Regions from separate parts of the Capra hircus genome. Here region 1 is linked to region 2. A link is a contact called in public Hi-C data. All regions are on one chromosome and are shown on one strand. The core of a region is the stretch at or near the end of the contact, and the rest is flanking DNA. Distances in the headings are between cores, read along the strand shown. Region 1 overlaps AKAP2 (A-kinase anchor protein 2). Region 2 overlaps AKAP2 (A-kinase anchor protein 2).

Region 1 (4,452 bases), core at 1,368-3,867, 240 kb before region 2:
TCAGCTTTTGGGATGCCAAACAGGAATTCGCAGGATGAGATCAGGGCCATAGTCACAGTGGTGTGGTGATGTCAGGCACTGCCACTAAGACTGCCCGCATCCCACCCTCTCGGGAAAAGCCTGGCCCTGACTTCTGGCCCAGGTAGGAGTGGGTTTTATTGCCAGAGCCCCAAACACACCTCCAAGCAGTAGCTTCAGGTTCAACAGTCATGATGTTCCCAACTATGCCCCCTGTGGGAGACACAGGGACTGTAAACAAGGAACTTAGAGAAAACACACAAAATATATGGGCCTATTTTAAGCACCAAAGTTTGGAAACGACCAGGGGAGGTTCAAGACCCACTTGACCCACCTCCTGCAGACCCAGGATGAAGGTAGGTCATCTTTCCTTGCCTTACTCCCCAGACTGTCTGATGTAGCCAGCCGGAATCACAAGTGAAGCCTGGGGTCTGTGTCTCCATGTGGGTGGCTATAAGACTTTACCAGGCAGAGCTCCTTTGATGGGAGGCGGGAAGCCCCTCAGAGTTCAAGAAGCTTGGGTTTTAATTTCTGCTCTCCCATGAGCCAGCCATGAGGTTGGCTGTGGACAACCATGTTATATTCCCACTTTAACCTTGGACTGATCACTTAGGTTCTCCAAGTTTCAACTTCCCTAGCAAGGAAATGAGAATACAGGGAGACGCTGTCTTGGAAGTCCTTCTTGGAAGTCCACTCGAACGCAAACGTTTTGCTATTCTATCAAATTTATTTGGCAAGAAGATCAACCTTTACCGGTTTAAAAAAAAGTATATGACCAGCCCATTTGGCAATTATGTAGGAAATGATTTTTACTACATGGGCACCATTACGTTAGTAACTTAATGAAACTCACTGCTTTGATCTCAATTACCCAGATCATTGGTAAAAAGTCTTTTGCTATTAACAGTAAGGGTACAAATATTTGAAGGTCTTGAAATCCTCTGGAAACGGTTTCTACTTTTCATTATGAAAATCAGGGAATACTATCATGATGCCAATGGACTTATCAACTATATTAACATTTATCAAGATTTTACCACTCCCGTTTCATCTATGCTACCTTCCTGCCTTCCTCGCACCCCTCTGTATGAAAATATCTGAAGCAATCTCAGACCTCAGGCAATATAATTCTGGAATACTTAGTATGTATTTCTAAAAATTTTGATTAACTTTTAGAATGAAGCTTTGAGAAATAATACAGCCCAGTGGCCAGCACGCAGTTCTAGAGCCAGTGTGCTTGGGTTTGAGTTCATTACTTAGCAGCAAAATACCCTTGGGCAAGTTACTTGTTTGGTTTTTTTTGAAGTTTTTCTATCTCAGTTTCCTAATCTATAAAACTGGCATGTTGGTAGAAGTACCTACCTCATACAGTTGGTAAAAGAAGCAAATTAATATTTATAAAGTTAATCTTTGGAACAGTAAGCATCCAATGAGTCTAGTTGTTATTTATTTGGAATCTTAAATAATAATTATGTCTATGGAGTAAGAATGAGCAATTTCCTAGGAAATTCTGCATAAAAATTTTGCAACTCTTTTAAAACTAGAAACAGTATACGAAAAGATCAGGTTGGTTACTTTCCAACTGACCTCTCAAGAGGTCCCAATCATCTACTAGACATTCCTCCAGTACTAAACTCCTAGAAAGACAGTCTGTATTCACTGCCTCACACTTCACCCTCCATACATACACGATAGGACCCCTGACTCAGAACACTTTGTTTATACTTCTGTGAAAGCCTTTTTCACACACTGACTAGCGTCACATCTGGTTGTTTAAGCTTTCCTTCTCAGTTACGCTCTAAAGTCACCTGAAGATAGGAACCATTTCAGTCGGGGGCTAAGAATCCCCCTGACTCATCTGAACATACACTCAACTAGAGCAGGACCTTGTCTGCCCTGGTCTCTGCCAGATCCCAGCACCAACTGCGGCATCTGGCAGAGGCAGGAGTTCATGGCTCTTGAATGAACCAGCAAGTCCACTGTGAAACACACATAGCGGCCACTAATTAAATAACTTGTGGACTGGGACAGAATTCCCAGTACAGAATCTGAGCAAAGAGCTTAAATGTCTTCACCAAAGCACATGAAATAAAACAATTGTGGTCTACAGAACCACAGACACCAACAGCTTTGGAGTAACAACAAACACATTTATACAGCATTTCAATGATAGGTTTCTTCATGTCATTTGATCCTTAAAACAACCCCAGGATGTAGTAATCAGGGTGGCTGTCATGACATCTCTGAACAGTTTAGACCCTGGAGGCTCAGATGCTTAACATCAGTCCAAATTATATTGGCTAGCAACAGTCAAGGTTAGGTCTGGAACCCAAATTGTGTCGATTGTTGCTAAATTATATAATTGGGTGTGTGCTGAAAGAGAATAACAGAGGTGAAAAGTTACTACAGAGAAGTGGTCGGCTATTAAACATTAAAGCCATTTCCTGCTCCTCTGTCCATGGGACTTTCCAGGCAAGAGTACTGGAGTGGGGTGCCACTTCCTTCTCCAGTTTATTTCTTAGTATTCCAGCAAATCCATCCCTGAAGCCAGTTTTACCGGTTACAACCACTAGAGGTCACATGGCTAACAGGAACCAAAGACTGCCTTAGCAGGTCTGCAGTGGCGGCTTCCAGAGAAGGTGGCTGGGACATCTGGGAGACAACAGGTTTCAGATAACCAAGCTCACGTCTGAGCCTCAGGAGAAGCAGTCACAGGTCAGGAGACACTGCACCCAACCCCCAGACCTCTGGTCTGGTTGATATCGGGGGAAGTCAACTTGGTGGGGCTTCTCTGCTGTGGTCTCCAACCACCCTGCCTCCAATATGGTTCCAACTAAGCCTGGAATTCTCACACCATCTTAGGAATCACACAGGTCATCAAAAACCTAGTTTGCAGCTCAACCAAGTTTTCCCCTTGATTTGTTGTTGTTCAGTTGCTAAGTCATGTCCGAAGCTTTGGGACCCCATGGACTGTAGTAAACCAGGCTCCTCTGTTCACAGGGTTCTCCAGACAACAATACTACAATGGGTTACCATTTCCTTCAGGGGATCTTCCCAGACCAGGGATCGAACCCGTGTCTCCTGCACTGGCAGGAGATTCTTAACCACTGAGCTACCAGGGAAGGCCCTTTTTCCCTTTGATCAGGATCGTGAAAAATGTCTCATGCTCATCCCCCAGTAGAAGACACTGCAGACACCACCGTTTGGGCCTCATGACACAACAAGTAGCAAGTGATGCAAGTAATTTGTGGTACAGGCCTGAGAAGTCTCTCATCCTGGTCTACAGCCCTGGAAGGCCTCTTGAAATTCCTTGGCCCTTGGGACACAATTCATCAGGATCTTCAAACAGTGATGGTTATCTCTGGTGTGTGCTGGCATGTACCCAGATGCCACTACCCTCAGGCTCCATCTCCACTTGTCTCACCGAAACTTGTTCGCAGTCTGTTCAACTGAAGAAGGACTGAACAGCTGACAGGAGCTGGAAGTGTCCTCTATTTCAACGATAAACACTCTGCTATCTAGTTTCTTACCTGGGCAGAATACTCTACAAAACATTGCTCTTAAAGGAGCCCAGTGAGCATCCCTGGGACGTCATGTAGACCTCAGGGCAGACCTGTGTTGGTCTTGACCAAGAGCTGGTACCTGACATTTACAGAGCAGGGGTAATATGAGTTTTACGACTGACAAAGGAACCAAAAGAACAAAGCTAGATTGCAATTCGGAGTGGAGGGTAGAAAATGTTCTCAAGTTTACGTCATACACATGATTTTGTCCAAACTATTCCATCTAGAGTGATTTTAGATTTAAGCATTTAAAGGTTTTTGAGGATAAGCAGCTTCCCTTGGCAGGATGATGCCAAAGCTGTGTTTCTAAAATCATGTCCCATTACCTTAGCTTTGTAAGACAGTACTCAATGCTGCAAACATTCAAAAAGTCATTGGTCAAATAAATTCGAAACATACTAAAGAAAGTTTTAAAGATAAAACAAGATAGATTTTCTTTACCAGAGGACTTCTCTGAAGTTTTAGTGCTAATATGATTGTGAATCTCTAGTTTAAGGATGGGTGTACAGCACTTCTCAAATTTATTTAATTAGAGAATCTCATTTCACAGAATCCCTATTAACATCTCAAGGAAAACAGTCTGGGAAATTACCATTCTATACTAGTTAACCATTAACCACCAATTGTAGGCACAAGTTCAGCTAATAATTAAGTATGGGGACAAAGCTTATGTATAAGAACTTTTATTACTGTTTGTTTGTTTATAATTACATATGTGGAACAACAAAAGCATCTGACTGTGGGACAAGGATTAACTTAGTTATGGCTTATCCAGATGTTGGTGTTATTATTTAGCCATAATAAATCATGTTTTAGTCTCTCAAATTTAAAGGAATAGTTACAGTCATGGAAAGATACTCAAAATACATTA
Region 2 (3,904 bases), core at 583-3,082:
CAAAGGCAGGATCAAGCCTCAGGAGACCCCCTGTTCCCGAGCATCTACCCCCAAAACCAGAGTCTGCCTACTTTACTGTTTTATGCTCTCACCTACACCTCTGACTTTACGAGGGGCTGACCCCACCACCTCTTTCGGAGAAGGAGTTAACTTACAGTTCCAAGTTAATAAAAAATTCCTGGGCGTGACAAAAGTGTTTCAACTTACAAACTCCTCTGAAGGTTCTCTAGCCTGCCTGAGCAGGTTAGTCCGGCCACATGTGATTGTTTATAGCCTCCCAGCCGTGAGAGGCACGAGATGCTGTAAACTTTCTAAATTCAGATTCTTTTGAGAAGTTAGAAAATTATTAGTATAGTATAGTGGGTTCACTAGAAATTATATTGGTGAAGGGTTTTTCATTTGTTGAGGCAATATTTGCTGCTAAATCTCCATATTCCCAGCCCTTATAATGAATATAACTAGCATATGGGAGAAATAAGTATTAACCTTTGATATTAACCATGTTAAACCTTAGGCTAAGTAAATTCCTTTTCTTGATTATAACCCCCTGCACTCTCACCCTATAGGAATGCAACTTTATCTGGTGCCTTTGGAGGGTGGCGCCTAGTTTAAGAAAAAAATCACCCCTGGAAAAAATAAGTTTTCTGGTTGACTGACCGTTATCAGAAAGGGCCATAAAATGTAAGCAGGCCTCATGGCCAGAAGATCATGTAAAACCCCTAAGACCTTTGTATACTTTTATATGAAGCACCTGATTTTGACAAGGGTCAGGTCTGCTGACCCTGTGTGACTCTGTATTCATCCCTATATATAACAAAAAATATATAAGCAAACCTGAAAATAAAGAAAATGGATCAGTTTCTGGAAAGACTGATTCCCCCATGTCGTTCTTTCTTTCCCCTTCTGGCTGAATTCCCATCTGGAGCGTGGATGCTCACCATATCTACTTACTTGCCCTGGCTTCTAAGACCCACGCAAGAGGGAGCCCAAGGCGGGGCACCCTCCGCTATTCAAGTGGGCGCCGGTGGCCTACGTAGATGGTGCAAATTCCTTGTCCTGGAGTTTTATTGGTATTCCACCTAAACCAAGTTATTCAGCATCTTTTTCTCCACTAATTTTCCTACTACACTATTCTCTTCTAATCTCTCTTTATATTTCTAATTAAATAGCTTTTTCCTAGGATGCTGATTCCATCTCCCCTTCAAATTACCCTGGACCCACCGGGGCTGGACCTGTTTTATCCACCTTCTGGTGCCCTGGTCCATCTTCTGTTGGTAGGTTGTCTTCCTCAATCTTACCAATTCAACATAAACTAGTCACCTGCCCAGCTGGTTCCCAGTCTACCCTTGACTTCTCTGTCTCCCTATTTCCCTAACTGCAGCAGTGAACCAGTGTCCCAGTTTCACTCTGGGTTTATTACAACTCCCCTGCTCTGAAACAATTCATCATGCTCCATGGGCTCAAGGATAAATTCAAAAGGGTCAGTATTCAAAGCCCTCTAGGACCTGGTTCCAACCTGTTATTCTAGTCTTTTCTCCAGAGCTGCTTCTATAGTAAGGCCTGTGGTTATCTTGTCTTCAAAGAGATGGCAGATCCCGTGCAGAAGGAAGACCTCATGCTAGCCACGCCTGGACCACCACTCCTGATAAAGAGGGTGACTCCATGAGAACAGCAGTGGGCTGGTTCCTGTCCTAGCTGTGTCCACACTCCCCTCCCCACTCCAGGCAGACACAACACGCTAGAGATAGTAACAACCTCCGAGTGGAGCCAGGCCTCCCCAGCTGTTTACAACAGGTGGCTGAGCTGTGACAAGCCAAGTGAGCTTGGTCAGCATGGAGCGTCCCTGACAACCAGCTGACATTGCCAGTGAAGCTCCGTTCCAACACCCACATGGCCGGTGTCCTCGTGGTTGCATCATCCAGTAAACCAAGTCCAGCTCCAGATCTGGGGTCCAACATGGGGCTACAAGGGGTCAAGGCCTTACTGAGGTCAAGGAAGGGCCCCCACTTCCCTGTCTGGCTACATGGGATGCTATCCATGTGTACTTGCCCCCTCTGAGTGACAGTCATTCAGCTCATGTCCCAACACAGCCTTCATAATTCATTTCCTACAAGGCTGGAATTTCCTTCCAATGACTTGAGGCACATTAAACGTGGTTATTTTTTACTTTTTAGAAGTGGAAACAGCACTTATTTAAAAGATTCAGGTATTGAAAGTTCTGAGTTGGGACCATGCTGTGCTGTCTGAAGCCAAGGTTAACTCTCTTGGTGGTAAGAAGTACTTCTTGGAAGGGGACCTCCTAAGATCAAATGATGGGAATCATGAGCAACAGAAACAAAAGTGTAGAAGGTTCAGGAGATCTCTGAAGACTCACAGTTAAAGAACCTTGAAGAGCGGTCTTCCATTATAATTGAGTGGACTATAGGTCTCTTGAGGGCAGCGACTATACCATTTTGCTATCTCTAACCTAGTTGCTTGGCCTCTATCATAAGCATTTTGATAAATCTTTACTGAATTAATGAACCCATGTTAGAAAGATTGATCTCATCCATATCCCACCAGGGTAAAAGCCCCAGTTATAAGGCCCTCAATGATGATTCCTTTCTCTGAACTTCTACTCGCTAGATAACAAGTATGACATCTCCCAGCAGCTGTCATATGTATATTCCACCCATGGGATGCCTAGACTGTTAGATCCTAAGAGCAGAGGAGAAGAGTATGGCCTGTTTTGTATAATTCCAACATCTTGCCCACTGCTATGTATGACTCTCAGTGAGCATCTATTTGATAATATAGTTCCAAATGAATATTATGCCAACCCTTCAGAGCAATGAGTAATAAGCATGGCCATTTGCTCAGGACAGTACTTGTCCACACTTCTAGATAAATAAAAGCCAGGCCAAGAAAATAATCTCCTTCCTTTACTTCATGTCATAATGAACTGTCAACCAAAGTAATGGAGACAAAAGCACCAAACTCAATAGAAAATGCTCATCAGAGAGAAATTTCACAAACGTTTAAACTTAGGGCAACCATTGGTGTGCCACCTGTCTTGTTTCATTCTGTTCTTCCTCCTTCCAGTAAATGTATATGAAAGCCCTTTGTGCCGAGCAGTGTGCTAGGATCTGGCAATACAAAAGTGAACACTCTCTTAGCTTGCAGGAAGCTGAGGCTGGAGGAAGGGAGAGAGAGAAAATGGCTTCATATGTCTTATAATACAGTAAGTTGTAGGCTAGCAATGCTTCTGGTGGACATCAAACCAGTGTTCAGGGCTTAGTGAAAGTAAGTATTTTAACTCAGGCCTGAAGAATTGGTAGGAATTAGCCAAGTGAAGAGTAGCTGAAGAGTGTTCCTGGAAGAAGAAGAACTTGGCGTGGAGAGAGAACCTGACCCAGAGGGAGCATGGTCTCTGCAGGAAATTGCAGAGAGTGACTGGAGGGGCTGGCCGGTGATTGGAGAAGAAGGAAGCAATGATGATGCAAGGCTGGGAAGTAAGCAGAGGTCATATAACAAATATGAAGTAGCTTGGACTTTGTCTTCCAGTCCAAAGGGAATGGGGGAAGGTTTTTAAGCTGGAGAGGGACATCACAGAAACTCTGAAAGCTACTTTTGGTGGCTGGATAGTTTGGGTTAGAAGGCTACAATACTAGTGAGAGGGAGATTGGGTAAGAGGCTGTGGAAGCAATCCTCAGGAAAGGTAATGATGGTCTGGACTAGTGTCATGGCAATGGAGATGGAAGAGAGTGGAAAGACTCTAGAAATGACTGCAATATAAAATTAATGACTTGATATGGGGTTGAGAAGAGAGAGAAATCGAGGATGATTCCTTGGGCTTAGACTTGGGCATCTGGGTACACAGTGCTACTGTGCAATAAAATTAAGAACAAAAGACAGGAAGCAAATT

Evidence for each region. A called contact is a pair of places that touch in the nucleus more often than the background predicts.
Region 1: a contact with region 2 is called in a Hi-C map of blood, with 6 times the contacts expected there. The contact joins two enhancer-like sites. A contact is called at or near these places in 3 of 5 Hi-C or Micro-C datasets (all in blood).

Annotation. Positions count from the first base shown.
Region 1 is chr8:99,457,911-99,462,362 of ARS1.2, reverse strand. All of the region lies in intron 9 of AKAP2 (A-kinase anchor protein 2), which reads right to left. Among named protein-coding and RNA genes, the nearest start is that of C8H9orf152, 45 kb to the left of the region's middle. Within about 2 kb of position 2,617, at least 2 of the 5 cell types and tissues checked have an H3K27ac peak or open chromatin away from gene starts, as enhancers often do.
Region 2 is chr8:99,216,704-99,220,607 of ARS1.2, reverse strand. The region is part of intron 3 of AKAP2 (A-kinase anchor protein 2); the gene reads right to left. Among named protein-coding and RNA genes, the nearest start is that of AKAP2, 110 kb to the right of the region's middle. Within about 2 kb of position 1,832, at least 2 of the 5 cell types and tissues checked have an H3K27ac peak or open chromatin away from gene starts, as enhancers often do.